Linked DNA regions of Ovis aries: region 2 is linked to region 1. Evidence: chromatin contacts called from public Hi-C data. All regions are on one chromosome and are shown on one strand. Each heading gives the region's core, a stretch centred on a gene start, on an enhancer-like site or on the middle of the called end of the contact. The rest is flanking DNA. Distances are from core to core; before and after follow the strand shown. Region 1 holds the start of UBTD2 (ubiquitin domain containing 2). Region 2 overlaps SH3PXD2B (SH3 and PX domains 2B).

The links. Hi-C and Micro-C count contacts between places; a contact is called where the count stands out from the background.
Region 2: a Hi-C map of blood shows a contact between it and region 1, with 3 times the contacts expected there. The contact joins the enhancer-like site here to the promoter of UBTD2 in region 1. A contact is called at or near these places in 2 of 16 Hi-C or Micro-C datasets (both in blood).

What each region holds. Positions count from the first base shown.
Region 1 is chr16:4,221,112-4,226,211 of ARS-UI_Ramb_v3.0, forward strand. It overlaps UBTD2 (ubiquitin domain containing 2), which reads right to left and starts at 2,910. Exons shown (of 4, transcript XM_060400309.1): 1 at 2,419-2,910. It overlaps LOC132657935 (a long non-coding RNA gene), which reads right to left and starts at 2,033. Exons shown (of 2, transcript XR_009596742.1): 1 at 1,912-2,033.
Region 2 is chr16:4,297,884-4,302,983 of ARS-UI_Ramb_v3.0, forward strand. All of the region lies in intron 5 of SH3PXD2B (SH3 and PX domains 2B), which reads right to left. Among named protein-coding and RNA genes, the nearest start is that of UBTD2, 76 kb to the left of the region's middle. Within about 2 kb of position 2,503, at least 6 of the 54 cell types and tissues checked have an H3K27ac peak or open chromatin away from gene starts, as enhancers often do.

The DNA.
Region 1 (5,100 bases), core at 1,660-4,159:
CTTCAAAGTACTGCACCTAGAATGGAAGTTATTCTCAATATACACATTTATTTGCATACTTAAGAGACTTAAGATTCAGAGGGAAAGGGAAAGTACAGTACCTCAAATGGCCAAAAAAATTTTTTAAGTCATTTTACTAAGTCTGCTGATATTCAGAAAGTGAAGCCATCCTAAAATGATGATGTTTGCACAACACTGTGGATGTAATTAAATCTGTCATGAAAATCTTAAATCTGTCATGAAAAACATTGGGAAACTGTTTTACTCCATGCTGAAAAAAATTTTTTCATAGCCCAATATGTCCAGATTAAAACCACTACTGTATATCTGAAAAGTGAAGGATCTATGCCAACACCCTTAGGAAAAAGTCTCTCCCTCCCAAACAAAAATCTACTATAATAAGCTAGTAACTATTTAACAAGTTAACCTGAAACACTCACCTGGGCTAATTCCTTTAAACCACAATTAACTCTTTAACTTTCATGACAATAATGGAGAATAAAGGCCTCCACAAATTAAATTCTAGAAATAATCCTTTTATCCCACACAGCTCACTCCTTCACCCCAGTTACATCAGGGTCATGCCTTCTCTCCAAAATTATAACCAAGGTTTCACGACTGTTTTTCTAAACTTTACTCTGAAAAGGTAAAGCATAGCTTAAAATCCAGGGAACTCAGTTCTCAAAGAAGCTGACACTATAACTATCTATCTAGGTACCACTGATAATAATAAACTACCAAAAGCTAATACTTCTTGCTTTTAAAAGCCCATGCTAATAACGTCTGGCTGGTCACAAGTCACACCACCAAAAGGCCTTAAAACCATAAATTAGTTCAAGTGCACTACCAACAAGAGAAAAATGTTGAATTAGAATGTTAAAATGAGTGTGAAAAAACTTAAACTACCTATAACAAGCACACCATCTATACTTAGCAAAAAGTAATACTACTTGTATAGTTCGGTACCATTAATGATCACCTCACCCACAGGATTTTGACCCTCAATTTGATCTTAACCCAAGGTTATTTTAAATCATGCCCCCTTTTATCTTCCTGCTTTGTTTTTACTGCAAATCTCATTGTTAACGTGCCACTGAGTAATTATGCTATGACTTGAAATGCACTACCAAGTACCGCTTTCCATGGGCAATTTTTTTTCAAGATGCTTTGCTGAGCTCTCAGTTTGCCCAGGATTTAGTCATACAGGATGCCCATACATTTTAATGAAGTAGCATGGCTAAACATCATGTAATCAGGACATTTACAAGTCAAAAGTTAGGTGTATGTGGAGTTTAATGACAGGCAAGCAACTGGTCCAAATGCTAGCATGTTAAGAAAAAGTTGTAAACCCACCCACCCAAACGATTTAGTTTAGGAACTTACACCCCACATTTCTGTGACATCTAACATAAGGCTGGAACAAAACCAACACTGTCATCTTTGCTATTCCTAAAAGCTGTTTCTTCTTTAACTAAAACATTCTGTCCTCTACACAAGGTATAGAATGGGCCCAGCAAGAGATCATATAACTAAAAGTAGAATTAACTGGATTACTCTTCTCGTATACTACAACATTGATTGCATTAAAATAACTCTCCTCAGCAAACATATTTACAATAAAGTACAAGTGCGTTCCGTGTCACAGAAACTTTTAAAGTACGGATCCTACTGGGGTAACAGCATTTGTACTTTTATCCTACATTATTTTCCTTTACGTAAGATGGATAGGAATTTGACTAGCCCACCCCGACAGTGCACTGGCCCAATAACCCCAGGCTGGAGCAAGAAGCCACGTTTTACTCCGGCAGACCATTTCCCCACCCCTCGTTAAAATAATGCCTGTGGCCACTTGAGACTTCCCCAGCCGAGTTCCAGAAACTTGCAGGTTTAAATGGCCAAATTGGAACCAACCAGGGCAGCTGTCATCTGAAACTCAGGAAAGCGGAGACCAGCCAACTCTGCTGAACAAGGCCGGGTTCGGAGAGATGTGGCGGGGCCCGTCGGAGGGAATGCATTAGGCTCCCCTCCCCCACCCCCCCCCCCCCCCCCCATCAGTTCGCTTTCCTGCAACCCCAGCGCCGCCATCCTGTTCCTGAATAATTAAACGGGCTGGAGAGGGAGCGAGGGAGCCAGAGGCAGTTTCTGGTCGAGTTTCCCCAGCCGAGGCGGTGGGGTCGAGAGGCCGTGGGCTACCTTCCTGGAGCGCGGAGTGCTTTTCTGGGACGGGGGTGGGGGAGTCAGGGAAAAAAGGGGGCGACCCGGCGGCCGGCCGGAAGCGGAGCGCGGGGAGTGACGTGGAAGAGGGGATGACAAAGGGGCGCGGGGGCCCCGGCCGCGAGGCCCGCAGGGGCCGGGACAGGTGGCCAGGCCCGGCCGGGAACAATGGGGGGCCGAGGCTGCCCCCTGGCGCTCACCTACCTCCGGTGCCCTCCGAGTTCTCGTTGAGGCTGCCCGAGGAGTCGTGCTGGGCGCCCACACACCCGCCCATGGGGGCCCCCGGCGCCTCGTCCGCCACCTCCGGGCGCTCGTCCGGGCCCGCCGCCGCCTCCGCTTCCTCAGGCGCCGCCGCCGCCGCCGCCGAGCTCCGGACCAGCGCTCCGCTCCGCTCGCTCGCCGCGGCCCAGCCTCCGCCCCCCTCTCCGCTCCACCCACCGCCTTGGCTCGGCCCCTTCCTCCGCGCCCACTTCTACCTCAGTCCCCGGGCCGCCCGCCCAGCAGGCCTGGCCCGCGCGCCGCCCTCGCCTCCGGCTCGGCCCCGCCAGGCTGGGGCTGGCCCATCCCGGGCGGGCCGCGGCGCCCACCTCACGCCTTCACAGCCCCGCGCTCCCGCGTGCAGGCGAGCCCCGCGCCGGCGCCCCGCGGCCGCCAGACCCCATCGGCCCCCGCCCCGCGGCGCCGCCCTCCGCATCTAGGCCTGGGCTCCGCGGGGCCCTCCCGGAAAGGCCGGGGGGCGGGGCCGTGGGAGGCCGCGCGCTGATTGGCTGCGGGCGGGGCCGCGGGCGGAGGGGCGGGGCAGGAGGCGGGGAGGCGCGGAGGGGATGCGAGGCGGGCGGGAGGGGGCCCCCGAACCCGAGGGAACGAGGCGGCTGGGGTTCCGTCCCCGGGAAGAGGCCGAGAAAGCGGGCGTGGAGGAGGGAGAGGGAGAGACGGGAATGAGCAGAGAGAGCGATGGAGGGGGAGAGAGCAGGACAGACGGAGTAAAAGTGAATAGGAAAAGTGGAAAGGGGAGAAATCGAGTTTCTGACTCCTCCTCCGGCGTCCCCTCCTTCTGGTAGAAGCGGGTCGGGAGCGGGCGGGGGTGGCGCACGGAGGAGTAGTGATGGAAGGCTCGCGGGCGGGGTCCCACGTACCCGGCGGAGGGGTGCTCCTGGCTGAAGATTGAAGTGCACCTTGTGGATTTGTGTAGAGTCCAGTGGGTTGCTATCCCAAGTCCTGGCTTCTTGCCTGCCCCATCCCCCTGCCCCCCTGCAATCTCTGTGCCCCATTACTAGACGTAGAGGCGGGTCTTTGTGGTTGCAAACTGGACTGAGATTACAGAGGCAGGGCATCCGGGGCTGCGAGAGAGAAGCGTGGACCGTAGTTCAGGGGGGCGTGGGTTTGTTTCCTTCTCACAGGATTATTCAGACACAATGCTACTTCTCAAGATCCTGCCTTTAAGGGCCCTAAATCGTCCTTAGAACAAAATTAAATATAAATAAGTAAAATACCCCGCTTTTTCTAAACTAGAATTTGGTACACTGACCACGCCCGACATTCTTGGCCGTTGCTCTCCCAGTCTGAAGCCAAACTGTTAATGGTCCCTTTAGAATTGTGCTTCTCGCCAGGATGCCTTAAAATTTTTTATCACCTGGCTTGGGTCTTTCTAAAGCTTACTTCTGCCTAAGAGCTGTTTTAACTATCTGCTCCATTTTTATAATCAGATTTCTTTTTTTAACGTCCTGGGTCAGCTTTTGCTTAGCATTAAAGAAAAATTTTCAAGTAAAATACCTAGGAAAGTGGCTCTATGCAGCTTGGAATTTGCATTTAAATATATTTTCATACACTGCTGGTGGGAGTGTAAATTGGTTCAGTCTTTTTGCAAAGCAATTTGGATTGCAGATCAAGAGACTTAAAAATGTTCATACCCTTTGACTCAGGATGGGAATGTAGCTCACAGAAACAGTCCAAAATGGAGGCAAAGATTTCAGTCCTTGTATTCATTTGACAATCAGATTAAAACGAATGTCCAATAAACAGACAAAACCCTATACTTACATGAAAACAAAGTGCCTTGTGAGAAATAGAAGTCTGCTATATTAAATTTATACTGACTGACAAATGAGTGTTGTCCTAGGTACTCATGAACATTCGAAGAGCTTATATACAAGTGACATCTTTATGAGTTTTCAGAGGGTGCTCCGATATTCAGGTACTGTGTCATAAAGTCTTCTATCTGATCATCCTCAGCTAAGTATTCACATAGCCAGACAGACATCACTTCATCACTTCCCGGAAGGAAAGAAGCTGCATACTGATAGCTTCAAAGGGATTGCTTTGTCCTAAATTTTGCTCTAAACCAAGAAACCAAGTCCTGTCGGACTCTGCAGCCCCATGCACCACAGAGTCCATGGAATTCTCCAGGTCAGAATACTGGAGTGGGTAGCCTTTCCCTCCTCCAGGGGATCTTCCCAACCCAGGGATTGAAGCCAGGTCTCCCACATTGCAGGCAGATTCTTTACCAGCTGAGCTGCAAAGGAAGCCCAAGAATACTGGAGTGGGTAGGCTATCCCTTCTCCAGGGGATCTTCCCACCCCAGGAAGCGAACTGGGGTCTCCTGCATTGCAGGAGATTTTTACCAACTGAGCTATCAAGGAAGCCCGAGGAGCACTGAGAATTTGGCAGCTGAGAGGAGAGAGCAATGCCATTGAGAAATCCTTAGCTGTGGATGTTCTCCACCTTGCTTTTATCTTAAAACAGAGACACAGATTCCCAGGAGATAGTAATAGGGCTGCTAAGGGCTGGATCATCGAAAAAGCAAGAGAGTTCCAGAAAACATCTATTTCTGCTTTATTGACTATGCCAAAGCCTTTGACTGTGTGGATTACAATAAACTGTGGAAAA
Region 2 (5,100 bases), core at 1,253-3,752, 76 kb after region 1:
TGGAAAAGACTCTAATGCTAGGAAAGATTGAAGGCAAAAGGAGAAGGAGGTAGCAGAGGATGAGATGGTTACACAGCATCACCAACTCAATGGACATGAATTTGAGCAAACTCCAGGAGACAGCGAAGGACAGGGAAGCCTGGCGTGCTGCAGTTCATGGGGCCACAAAGAGTTGGACATGACTTAGCAACTGGAAAACAACAAGTTTTTGATTGATGCATTGCTGGAAGCAACCAAGATGGCGGACAAAGACTGAGCAGGAAAAGGAGGCTGCATTAAGTGGAGCGGTCAGCGGACCCCTCTGGGAGGTGACATAATGCAAAGACCTCCGAGACAAGAAGGCAGAAAGAAATGGGGACAGAGCAACGCAGGCAGACTGTCGGACAGGACAGGCCGGGAGCCTTCTAGGAACTGGAATGGGGTGGCTGAAGTCCAGGAGCAAGGAGAGGGCAGTCCTGTCTGAGATCACTTTGGCAGGCACGGGCCAGAGCAGGGAGGGTCTGCTGGACCAAGGCAAGGAGTCTGGATTTTTTTTAAACCCTAAAGGAGAAAGCCATTGAAGGGCTTTAAGAAGGGAATGACAAGATTTACATCTTTCCAAAGACAATTCTGGCTGCCACATGGAGACTGGATTGGAGCCTAGCAAGCAAAAAAGCAGCAGACCAGATGGAGGCTGTAGATTTGCAGACAAGACAGGATGGTGGCTTTGAACGAGGGCAGGGGCAGTGGGGGAGAGGCGACCTGGAGGAGTCTGTTCCCACAGGATGCAGTGCTGTGCAGCCCTGCTTAAGTACTAAGACATATCCGATAAATCAATGAAAAGCTATCACAGGATATGGGCAATGTAAAGGGACATCAGACACTCCAACAGAGGGGGCAGCACTTTCAGAGCAGCAAGCTGAATGTGGTGGGAGGGCAGGCTGGCTCTTGTCGCCACCAGGCCTGGTTTTCTGAAAGTCCTGATTTGAAGTATTTCCCCTTATATTGTTTCCATAAACTGCTAAAATAGCCGTTTATATTCTGTGTCCAAATACACCCATATGGAGCTGAGTTTGTACATCTCTTCCCAACTCTGCTGGGTGGTGCCTTACTGAAACTGGCCGTAGAGGGAGTATTTACACCATGGAAATTGGCAAATGCTACAAAGTGGGGCTTTCCATCAGAGGGCTGGTTGTGAAGTATTTACCAGCAGGCCACTGCACCCCAGCCTCTGGCATCCAGAAGCAACACAAGAGCCCTTTGTTAGAACCACGCTTTCTGCGTTTCTGAGGCGGAAAATCAGAGCAGGGCATGGTAGCCGGGTGAAGGGTCACACTGCATTTTGGCTCTGTGACCACGCTCTGGCCACTCACCCTCCCAGGCTGAGGGTCACAAAGCAAAATGGCAGGGCCCCAGGGTAACCTTGCTACACATACCCTGGGTGGAGAAAGCATGAGAACAGAAAAAGAGAGGAAAAACAGAGATGGCAGATATGGAATGAAGGTTCAGAAGATTGGGAGGGAAGTGGCCCCATGTGAATGCCTACCACAGGCTACACTGTTCATAAATCACCTTGACACAACCGCCCTGGAAGGTGGGTATTACCACTCTCCTTTCATGGACAAGGAGACAGAGGCTCAGCTATCACCTGACTTGCCTCAGATCCCGCAGCTAGCTGGTGACAAGGCCAAATCTGAAGCAGGTCCGTGTGGCGGCAGCAGGTGAGGCAAGAAAAGACGGTAGGAAGGAAGGGTGTCTGAGGTCTTGCTCTCCTCCCCTGTGGGTTCCCCCCGACTGCCCCCAAGTCTTATTTCTTTGCAGCTTCAGGGTGGTCTGCACTGCTGCCAGCCCTTTCCTCCTCTGTTGCCTCTCACCTAGGTCAGTCTGCAGAGCTGACTTCCTCCCAGCCTCAAGCAAGACAGACGGCCCAAACCAGCCCGGCCACTTGAGCGCTAACACCTTTCAGTGGCCGCAGAGCAGGCTGGTGCCTGGCACCCCCTGCTTCCCTTCCGCACAGTGACCTCCTGACCGGCTCCTTAACTCCCCAGCACTGTGCTCCTAGGAGGTACTCTCCTGTGAAGGAGTAAGGCAGACGCTGGCTTGCTGGAGGCTCTTGGCTCAGGTCATCATGAGCAGGAGACACATTGCCTAGTGAATGCAACAGATAGAAACCATGGGTCTACCGCGTTTACCCCAGAATCCAGCCTGCCCCGGTGTTTGCAGCCCCAGGAATGCGGCTACTCGTCTGTTTTAACCCCTTTGGGGCTGGGCTCATGTAACTACGCTTCCCTGGGTCTCCCCTGGAGACAGAGAACTAGAGGGACACAAGAGAAGCGCCCACGTGAGTCAGGCTGCACGCGGAGACTGCTGCTCGGGTTAGTGCTCAGAGAGAGCCCAGGTCTTCTGGGCAGGCTAGACGGGGCAGGAGGTGTCTGCGCACAAGTGTGTATGTGTGTGTGGGGGGTGGTTCTCTGCTGCCTCTAGATGCGGCCATCAGGACTCACCCTCCCAGAGCCACAGGCCTGATGTGGGAGGACCTTCTTGCCAGCACTCTATCACCTCGCTTCACCCACATCCTCATGAAGCCACATCCTCTGCACTGGGGTCTGAGAAAGGCTTCTTGGGGCCGGGGTTCAGAGGCGGGGCACCCTGTGATTGCTCTCCATCCTGCCCCTCCGTGTCCTCCACACTGCAGGCAGAGGGCTCCCTCAGCAGCGCCACCCTCTGCTCAGCACCTGCTGTGGCTCCCTTGCGCCCTCAAGTCCTCCATGACCAGCACTGGTCTCTCTGCTGACACTTTTTGGCCACCTCATTCCTGGCTCACCTGTAAAACTGGAAAGCATGCAGGCGCCTTTGCATAGCTGTTTTCTCTGCCTGGGATGTCTCCGCTTCTCCTCCGCATTCAAACAGGAACCACCTATTCTTAGCCTCCTAACTGGCCTCCTGTTGCCAGCCTTGACCCCTCCCTACAGTCTATTCTGGACACAGCAGCTAAAAGAATCACACTTAAAAAAAAGTGTATCACAGTTCGAAATTCAAGGCCCGGCAATGGGCTTGACTTCACTCAGGAAAAGTCCCACTGGCCTACAAGCCCTCCCTGGTCTGTGCTGATAGTTACTTCTCCACTCTCTCTAAGGTGGCACAGATGGCTACTTCTCCCCCATTCTTTCTTCTGCAGTAAACAGACTTGGCTGAGTTTTAGCTTGGCACAGGGCTACTTGGAATGAGACTCCTTCACACTGGGAGTGGTCACATGACCAACTGTCAGCCCGGTAGGATGTAAGTAGAAGTGTTTTATGTAACTGCTTGGTAAGGATCATTACAGGAGGTGCTTACTCTGTTTCACCCTTTACTTGTTACTGCTGGCTAAAATGTGCACGTGATGGCTGGTGCTGCAGCAGCCACCTTGGGCCATGAGATGACCTCAGAAAATGCTGGCCACGTGTGGCAGAGCAGCAAGACAGGAGTCTGGGTCACTCCTATTGTCAAATACACTATTACTCCTGGACTATCTATGGAACGTGAACTGAGAAACACAATTAAAAATTTAAAGGCACAATTATTTTTAGTTACTATGCTCAGGCCTCCTTGCTACTGTGTGATAACACAAAGCAATGTCCACCTCAGGGCACTGTGCATTTACTGTTCCCTTGCCAGGGACAAGTTTCCTCTAGATATCTGCAGGGCTTCCTCCCTCCCTTCCTTCAGGCTCCTGCTCAAGTGGCATCTCATCAGCGATGTCCCCTGACCACCCTTACTTCACTCCGTTTTATTTCATGCCATCATGCTTTTTTAAAACCGTCATGGGTTCTATGTATTTCCTTGTCTCCTTGTCTGTTTTTCTGCTCTAGAACATAAGCTCCCGTCAGGGCGGCGACTCAGTTTCTTGTTAACTGCTATACTCACACTCCCTAAAGGCTCACAGGCCCACGGCCCATTTTTGTGCAAAGGGAGCAAAGAATGTACTTTAATAGTTTTAAACCCTTGTAAAGAATAAGAGGGAGAATAAGAAGAAGAGGAAACAAAAACATTAAGAGTCTGTATGCAGCTTGCAACGCCTAAAATATTTACTATCTGGCCATTTAGAGAAAAAATGTCTACCAACCCTTGACCCCAGAACATGAATGGCATCCGCAAAGGCTTAATAAATATCTTAACAGAAGAACGAATGTTTTAAAACAGCTTTAAATGACTTCTGACCTCAGGGAGACACTCAAATGCCTTCTCACACAGCATTTACACTGTTTTATTTTGCTTACACATCTGTCTTTTCTACCAGACTGTGAGGTTATTGCCCACGTGATGCTGGCCTTTGCATTCCTGGGGGCCTGGAACACTGCCAGGCACACAGTAGGTGCTTAATAGACAATGGACGAATGACCATGTTGGTCTTACTCACGCAGCACGGAGGCTCAGTGAACATTGTGGTGTGAATGAACAAAGGATGAAAGGAGACATCTAGAAACCCTTCCCGCTCTACACAGCTCGGGCCTCTTCCTGAGAACACACCGTGCGGAGTCCATTGGCAGGCACCTGTCCACCTCACAAGCAGCCAAAGACTACTCCTTCTTGTCTGTAGGTAGGGACGGAGGCTCTGGTCAAGCCAGGGTCCGGTAAGTCAGGTTACTCTGTCCAGAACGTTCAGCAGTTGCCACCTGCTTTTAACAACTGATGGTGCCCAGTGGTACCACATACAATTGTCAGGACTCTGGTCAATGGACTGATCTACTCACTTCTGCGCCAACTCCCCTCACCAAGCTGCCAACCAGTCTGGGATAACCATGAGCAGTGACGGGACCGGGGAGTGATGGGACTCATGGTGAACAGGCCATGAAGTCAGGAAATAAGGAGGGCAGGGGGCAGGGCGGGGGACTCAGCGCTGGCCTGAGCAGGCCAGGTGCTGGCTCAGGGCTCAGCACTCCTTCCGAGACTTGCTCAGGGGCCAGGTCTGAGCCTTAACTTACATCTCCTTCCTATTCTGCTCTAACAGTAGCTTTAGACTGTAGTTTCCCGCCACTAAGCGGCTCAGAATTGGAGCTGCTTTTTCAGCATCAGTTCTTCCAGGCAGGTTACTTCATTTTACCCAGAGGACTCAACTTATCAAAAACATCATTCGTTTGA